Linked DNA regions of Gossypium hirsutum: region 1 is linked to region 2. The links are chromatin contacts, called in public Hi-C maps. All regions are on one chromosome and are shown on one strand. Each heading gives the region's core, a stretch centred on a gene start, on an enhancer-like site or on the middle of the called end of the contact. The rest is flanking DNA. Distances are from core to core; before and after follow the strand shown.

Evidence for each region. Hi-C and Micro-C count contacts between places; a contact is called where the count stands out from the background.
Region 1: a contact with region 2 is called in a Hi-C map of leaf, with 4 times the contacts expected there. The contact joins the promoter of LOC107897860 here to the promoter of LOC107897858 in region 2. A contact is called at or near these places in 18 of 34 Hi-C or Micro-C datasets (anther, callus, cotyledon and 4 more).

What each region holds. Positions count from the first base shown.
Region 1 is chrD08:16,437,365-16,441,384 of Gossypium_hirsutum_v2.1, forward strand. It overlaps LOC107897860 (50S ribosomal protein L18, chloroplastic), which reads right to left and starts at 2,613. Exons shown (of 4, transcript XM_016823443.2): 1 at 1,549-2,613; 2 at 1,205-1,464; 3 at 462-623. The coding sequence starts at 1,747. It overlaps LOC121220304, which reads right to left and starts at 2,918. Exons shown (of 1, transcript XM_041099980.1): 1 at 2,199-2,918. The coding sequence starts at 2,918. The coding sequence ends at 2,199.
Region 2 is chrD08:16,259,838-16,264,064 of Gossypium_hirsutum_v2.1, forward strand. It overlaps LOC107897858, which reads right to left and starts at 1,686. Exons shown (of 3, transcript XM_041099937.1): 1 at 1,341-1,686.

The DNA.
Region 1 (4,020 bases), core at 1,363-3,862, 180 kb after region 2:
ATTCAACTATGGACACAAACATAAACAATACGAAATAACTATCAGCACATACTCAACATGTATGGACTCAACAAATGAGATTCAAAATTGCAGGGAGAAGGTAATCGTAGGAGAGAATGGCAAATCAAGAATAATTGCTAACTCCCAAAAGGGCCTAATATTTGAGACAGTTGAAGGCTTAAATACCACTTCTTTCCATTTTTCTTCCATCCAGAATAATACTCACCAACAGAACTCAAGCACTTTTTTTCCTTTGGCATTTCTTTTGACCAATTGGAAATAAGAAACACACCCAAAAAACATAAATAACTGCTTATTAAAGCAATTTATTTGCTTAAGTAAAACAAGCAGGCCAATCAAAAACCCTTTAGTTATCATTCAGAACCAGAGCAATGAATGAAAGCCAGGTAGAAAAAGCTGAAAATGATTCAGCTGACAACTAAATTTATCTATGGACTCACAATGGTAGGACCAGATGTGTAGTTGAACTCCTCACAAATCGGTTTCTGCATTGTTGAACCGGAAGCTAGTGTGTGCATCTTTGAGTCATCAATGACTTGGACATAGAGATGCTTGTTCGAGCGGAAGACACACAGTCTTGGTCTATCTGGTGTCCCTTCAATCTACAAAAGCAAGAAACCCCCTGTAGTAAGATAGGGGAAACTCTGTATGCTTGAGGGACTTAAACCCATAGGAACCAAAGCCAATAGATTTCACTATATCAATATCAAGTCCATTCGGAGAGGAAACCAACCATTAAGAAAGATGATGATGATGATCAAAAGAATCTCATTTATCCGCCCATCCCCCTCTTTTCTAACTTATTAAAGATAAAGTTTACACTTAACTCCCATCAATTCTTCTATATAAGAAGAAGAAAATATTATAGCTCTTATTTGTTTCTTTGGCACATAAAATAGCATGACTCTTACAAAGTTTTACCACAGCTTAACATAACAGGGTTCCTTAATCTAATATATCCTATGGACAAAATAATCTAACCCCATTTGGTCCCAAAACATGTACGGAAACATCATTTTTAATAAATGAGTAAATTTGAAAGATAATCAGTACTTGATAAGATAAGAAATGGGGATAAATGTAAAAGGAATTTGCATTTGCTTAATGAGAGTATAACTGATATAAGAAATAGGATTCGCTTTAAACAAATAAAATATAATGCTTAAAAAGAAATAGTAGCAACCTTCTTCCTAATGCGAGAATGGCGGGCCTCACGATCTTCCGTTCGGGTGCGAGCTTTGGCTTGAACATTGAGGAAGACAGAGGGTAAAGATGGCTGAGGGTTTGACATTGACAGCCTCAAGGGAACTCCTAAAAAAGAAGTCTGTTTATGATTGAGAGAACCAGCAAACTGTAATCCCGTAGTGACAGTCATAGTCATAGCCGTTGCAGTAATTTCCATACCCAGTTGAGATTCGAGATTCCTTAATGCTGTCTGTCTGCCTTTCAATTTAAACAAATATCATCAAAAACATACCCATGTTTATCATTCATTTATTATTAAACAGAAGAAACAATACGTCATACCTGCTTTCCAAGGCTTTAAAATGGGGATGTACTGGAAGGCAACGCAAAGAAAGCAAGTGTGGATAGTGCTATGAGTGTTGCTGTGAGAGGGGAGTGAAGTCTGGGAGGAGCGGGATTTGGATAAGAAAAGGGATAAAGCGTATGAATGAAATAAAGGGCATGTCCTCGGCCAGTTCGGCCTTGCTTGCCTGAACACCATGTCCTGTTCTCATCCCCTGCGTGTTGGTCCCATCACCTTCCGCCTCAACTCAAAAAGCCAAGCCCAACCCAATATCATAATTTTACATTATATACTATTTCTAAGCCACTGTTTTTTTTTTAATTATTTTAGATGGGGCTTTTATTAATAAGATAAAACATCTGTACAAAATAAAAACATATACCTATTATCCTAAGAAAAACGGCCCAAGATTTCAGATGGCCAAAGTTAAACAAATATCTAGATATTATTAAAGAATACTCTAGAAACGACACTTAATGCGCCGAACCATTGCCCAATCAGAATTTGATGAAATCTGTCTTCTCCTCTTTCTATCATTTCATTGCCCAGTTGACGATTTCATTTTTCAAAACTTTCCTTCTGAAACATTTCATTTTCTTTTTTTGTTTTGAAACTTTCTCTCTTCCATTCTTCATCTCCTAAAGCTTTCCTAATCTGGTTCACATACCCAATCGTACCTTTTTTGCTCTTCGGCATAGTCAGGGACCTCCATTTCCAGGTATATCTCCTTTTTCCTTCTTAGAGTTTCTGTTGCAAGAATATGTGCAAGATTATTTGCAGTTCTTGGTGTATGTTGGAATCTGATATTATTGGAGCCACTTATTTTCTGTTGGATATCATAAATATATGCCCCTACCAGTGATCGATCTTGACCCTTTATGTTGCATTTCTTTATTATTGCGAAGGAATCTCCTTCAAAGATGATTGACTGCCATCCATTTTCGACTCCTATTTGAACTGCTTTCCAACACGCTATTGCTTCAGCAGCAAATGCAGAGGTAATGTCATTGTGGATCTCTGAACAGGATAAAAGAACTTTTCCTTCCGCATCTCTGGCCATAATACCTGAAGCTGAACGGTTTTGACTCTCATTGTATGCACTGTCGAAGTTAATCTTGATGAACTCACAATGTGGGTGCCTCCATCTTTTGTTTTCTGTTATTATTACCGATTTTCTTTTTTCGAAACCAGTAAGCTCAGTAATGTAGTTACTGATGAAGTTTGCAATTTCTTTTCCGTTACTGACTTTTTCCTCGTGTATTCTTCTGTTTCGATCTCCCCATATGGCCCAAAGTGCGTAGCAGAAAAGGCGACCTTGACAAGGGGTGAGCTGTTCAAACACCCAGGTAAGCCACTGTACGAAGTCCATGCTCTGGTTCATTATAATATTCTGAAGTGATAGTTGTAATAGGCCCATTTGCCCGGCCCGTAAACCAAATCAAAATATAAACAAAATAAAAATTAATAACAGTCCAGAAATAGTCCATATACCTAGGCCCAAATTGTTTTTAACCCACTAGCCTATCCCAATTTCCTCAATCCAGTTAGCCTAACACTTAACCCGGACCCAAGGCATAACGCAGCCCAAAACAAAAATCAGAAGCAGGAAACACTAGAAAACCCTGGGCGCTGCATGACTGCACAGCCAGCACACTCTCCTCTCGTGCGTGTGCGACCACACCTTCGAGCCGCTCCTCACACGTGCCTCTGTACGATCATGTACCTACAAATGACAAAAGAAATAAGCAACAAAACAGAGAAAAGGGGCAACAGAGGGGATGGGGAGAGGATTTTTCTTTTTATTTTCTTTTTTTTATTTTCTTTGTAATGCTGGCCATAAAAAAGGGCCATTCGAATATTGTAAAGGACCACGCATTCAGAATAGAAAAAAAAGGTGATTTTGAATCCCACTTTCGCTGGTTTCTGTTTTCTTTTTATTTTCCTTCGTTCTTCTTCTTTACTGTGGTTCGTTAATAGTATGAAACAAAAGGCAAAGAGAGAGGAGGAAGAGAAATTCACCTGGTAGCCGAGACGTCGTTCACTCCGTCGCAATCGGAGTCGGGCGAGGGATTGGGGCCTCCAAGCGTTGGTTTGCTGAGCGGCGTTGGAGAAGAGTTACTTTTTTTTCTTCTCGTTTTTTTTATCTTTTGTCGATTCTTTTTTTTTCTTTCCTTTCTTTTCTTTTTATTTATTGTTTGCAAAACAGAAACGAAGGGAGAGGAGGAAGGAGACCCTTACCTTCGTGGGTGCGTCGATGAAGCCTTCTTCTCCTCGGCACGAATCGGAGTCGAATGGGAAGAGGCCTTAGATTTGAAATGGCAGAGAAAGGGAAAAAACGGAGGCGGCGTTCACCTCTCTTTGCAATTTTAAACCCCCGAATTTTATTCAGATTTTAATTTAACGCTTTTATAAATTTTACTTCATTTAAATTTTTATATTTATGATTCCCTTTTTATCAATTTATATTTTAT
Region 2 (4,227 bases), core at 436-2,935:
CATACTAAAAATCGCCTTGTGAATTTCTTCACGAGACACATTCATTGATAAAAGTTCTCGGTCATCCAAAGAAATAGAAAGAAACATATCGTAACAAGGAAAGGATCCTGCATTCCTAGAACTAGCCGTATAAATGTCTTAAAAAAACTCACAGCATGTTGTTTTATTTTGTCATCATCAAAACACCAACCTTCATCTCCTATTATTAGCCCCTCAATTCTATTGGCTTTTCTTCGACCTCTCGTACGGCTGTGAAAATACTTGGTGTTTCTATCACCATTTGTCAACCAAACCGATCTAAATTTCTGAAACCAAAGGACTTCTTCATGTTTAAGTACAATATCAATTTCCTTCCAAATTTCAGTTTCTCTTGAGCACAACTGTAGGGAAGATCGAAACTCTAAGATTCTCTGTATATGCTCCAGTTCCCTAATTAGTTCCTTCTTCCTAACAACAATATTCCCATAGACATTTTTATTCCAATCTTGTAGCACGGACTTCAAGAACTCCAAGTTCGAACCCACCTCAATATTTGGATTCTAATATTCCTAAATAAGATCCCTGAATTTTCAATGAAGTAACCAGCTAGCTAAGAAACAAAAGGGTCATCGATTAACATTGGGACAACTAAGGCTACGCGCAATCAAAATCGGCCGATGATCCAATTTTAACCTATGTAAATGTCTTATAAAATGGTTCGATGCAGCTACCTCCCACAAAAAATTACAAATAGTACGATCAAGTATTTGAAAAGCATCCCTCGGTTCTAAGTAAAATGTGGCCCTAAAAATCCCATATCCTTGTGTCCAAATTTAAAGATGAAGCTTTTAAACAAATCCCAACTAAAGCCCTCTCTACTTGCCCTATCTTGTCTCTCCGGACCATCTAAAATGAACTTAAAATCACCTACTAGAATCCATGGTTCACAGACATTAGAAGCAAAATCATCTAGCGCTCTCCACAAATCACGCCTTTTCTGTAACTAGGAACTTGCATAAACAACAAAACAAAGAAAGGCTGAAGAACCCTGTGTAATCCTCATATGGACGACCTAATGGTGAACCTGAATGAGATCAACATTAATACAATCATTCCAAAGGAGACAAATTCCCCCGAGAACTCCAAGGCTTCCAATCTGAAAGAGTTTTGAAATCCTAACCTACCAAGAATTCTATCAGCTCTACACCCACTGATACGCGTTTCAAACAGACAATAAATTTGGAGAGAATTATCTATTATACTACCTTACGAAAATATGAAATCTAGGATGGCAAACACCTTGGAAGTTCCAGAAACACATTTTAATCTTCATAAAAAAAAATTAAGGTTAAAGAACAGACCCAAAAAAAAATCAGGTTAGCAATTTGCCTGAGAAGCACCTGCTACCTCCACATCAACTCCTTCCTTTGCCATAGAAAGCCCACCTGATGAACACCCCAGCCTAATTTCCTGATCAATAACCCCAACAATCCCCTTTATTGCCTCTCCAATTTCAACCAAATTCTAACTTGGATGTCCAATCACAATCTTCGGAGGTTGAACCCTTTCAAAATTCCCCATCTCCATCGGCCTTTGACCAGAAACTTCACCATTCAAAATCGCACTGCCATTCTCACAAATACTGCTCAACTGCTTTTCTCCATGCCTCGTGTATGTTTTTTCAGCTGAAGCTGCTGGATAGCTTTATTTTTCTTTTTATCTAAACCTCTAGAAATTTGTACTAAACTAAAAGAAAAAAGGATCCACAACACCTGCCCCAGCTCTATGGCCCATGATCGACCCATCATTGAAAACTAAAGGCTTCCGTTCATTACCACTATTCACAGGCTTGAGAACATTAGAACTCCCTTTAGGCACAGAACCTGTAACACCCCTAACCCGTATCTATCGTCAAAATAGTGTTATGGAACATTACCGAAAACTTTTAACATAAAAACATCCGTTCTTAAACATTTCATAAGTCATATCATAGTCCATGCACACACTTGCATAACGTCCCATTTTCGAGCCCCCGAGGCCTTAGAAATACTTTAGAAATGATTCGGGACTAAATCAAAAATATTTAGAACTTCATGGAAAAAGATAGAAAAATTCATACTACAGGGGTCACACAGCCGTATGGTCAAGCCGTGTGACTCACACGGCTGAGACACACGCCCGTATCTCAGGCTGTGTAGGCATCCGAAGTTGGAATACATGGCCGTGTCCTTGACCGTATAACTCTTTGACTTGGTTCACACGTCCAAGCCACACGCCCTTGTGTTAGGCCGTGTAACTCTCGAAATGCAACCTAAAAAAAACTTACACGTGACCGTGTGTCATACACAGCTGAGACGCATGCCCGTGTCTTAGGCCGTGTGGAGGGGAAATAGGTCATTTTCAAGTCATTTCCTTCAACCTAATCATGCTCACACATACAAACCGTTTGTACATATTTCAAGCATTCAAAAATGTACCTAAAACATGCATAATGGAGTTAAATCAATATGGTATCTATCCATACAACCAATATGTCCAAAGGCACCTCAATCACAAACACCAAACATGCTTACACATTGCATAATTTTAGCCATTAACCAACCATACATTTCTCATGTAATTTTCTAACAAAACTTACCACCATGACCACATGCCAAAGTCATATACAAACATACCAAAATGGTCACTGAAACATACATCATGTAACAGCCCGATTTCGACTCTAATCGAACATAGTGGTTTTGGGACTACAAGTCTGAGTCAAAAAAAATATTTTAATATTATTTTCTGTGTTTATTATGTGTGAATTTACTAGTGTGAAAATTTTGTGCTTTAATTTCGTCGTTTGAGTGTCAGATTAAATAAAAGGATTAAATCGCGTAAAATAAAAATTTAATGGTTATTTTTAAAAGGGCTGAATAGTGGTTATTCTTTTAATATGGAGGTTTTATTTTGCAATTTGACCATTAAAAAGATAGTGGACGGCATTATGTGTATAATATATAGTTTTTATATTATTTATAAAGGTTATAATATATATTATATTATAATATTATAATTAAACAAATAAAAGCCACTATCATCTTTTATTTCATTATCATCTTACCGAAACTAAGAAAAGAAAAGAAAAGAAGAACAACCAAGCTATTCGGCCATCTTTGAAGCTTGATTTAAGATCAAGAATTAAAGAAATCGGACTTGGATCGGGGGAAGACTAAAGCCGTTGACTAATCGTTCCGTTTCGATTATCGTTGTCCAAGGTAAGTTTATAAGCAAATAGACGTTGTAAATTTTAGATAAATATTAATTATATATGCTGAAATGAAATATGAAAAATATATATATGTGGTAGCCGAATGTGTATATGTTTGAGAAGCAGGGATAGATGTGAAGGTGATTTGTTGATATTTAGCACTGAGTGTGCGAGTATGAAATAGCTACGGCTATATGATTAGCACTAAATGTGCGAATTAAATGATGAGGTTGAATAACGAGCACTAAGTGTGCGAAATTAAATAATGATGTTAAATAACGGGCACTAAGTGTGCGAAACTGAGATTAATTTGGTTAAGTGAGAGAAGAGCACTAATGGTGCAACTTTATTAATGCTTCGATAAATTATTTAGTACAAATTGTACTGATCCGATGAATGATAAATGTGACACATATGTATATGATGGTATAAGTATGTAATATTTAATTAATATATGCTATCAAATTTAGTTGGTTATGTCAATTGGGATACAAAAGTATGTGTATGTGTAAAAAGCCTATATATATTCGGCCAAAGGGTAAGTATATGTGTGAAGTCATAACTATGTTTTATATGCATTTATATATGAATGAGTACATTCGGTAAAGAGTGGTATATGATTTGAATACGAAAAAAATAACTATGTTATTACTTAATGTATATTCGGCCAAGCTGAAATTGGTTCATAGTTATATATTGATATATATAAGATTTGCAAGCTCGAATGTGTAAATATGAATATGATTGCATTATTCGGCTTGTTATTGAATTTTTAACGTCATTGAATTGTTTAATAGCTTATTATGTACATATTTTTCCTTCAGTTTTATAGATTTTGGATGCTAGTTACAGGCTCGGAGATCGTCAACGTAGTCAATCACACTATCGTCCATCCATCGGTACCTATAAAAGTTAAATTTAAAATCTATGGCATGTATAGGCTATACTACCCCTTTTAAATATATTTTGAATGAAGTGTATATATATAATAAGCC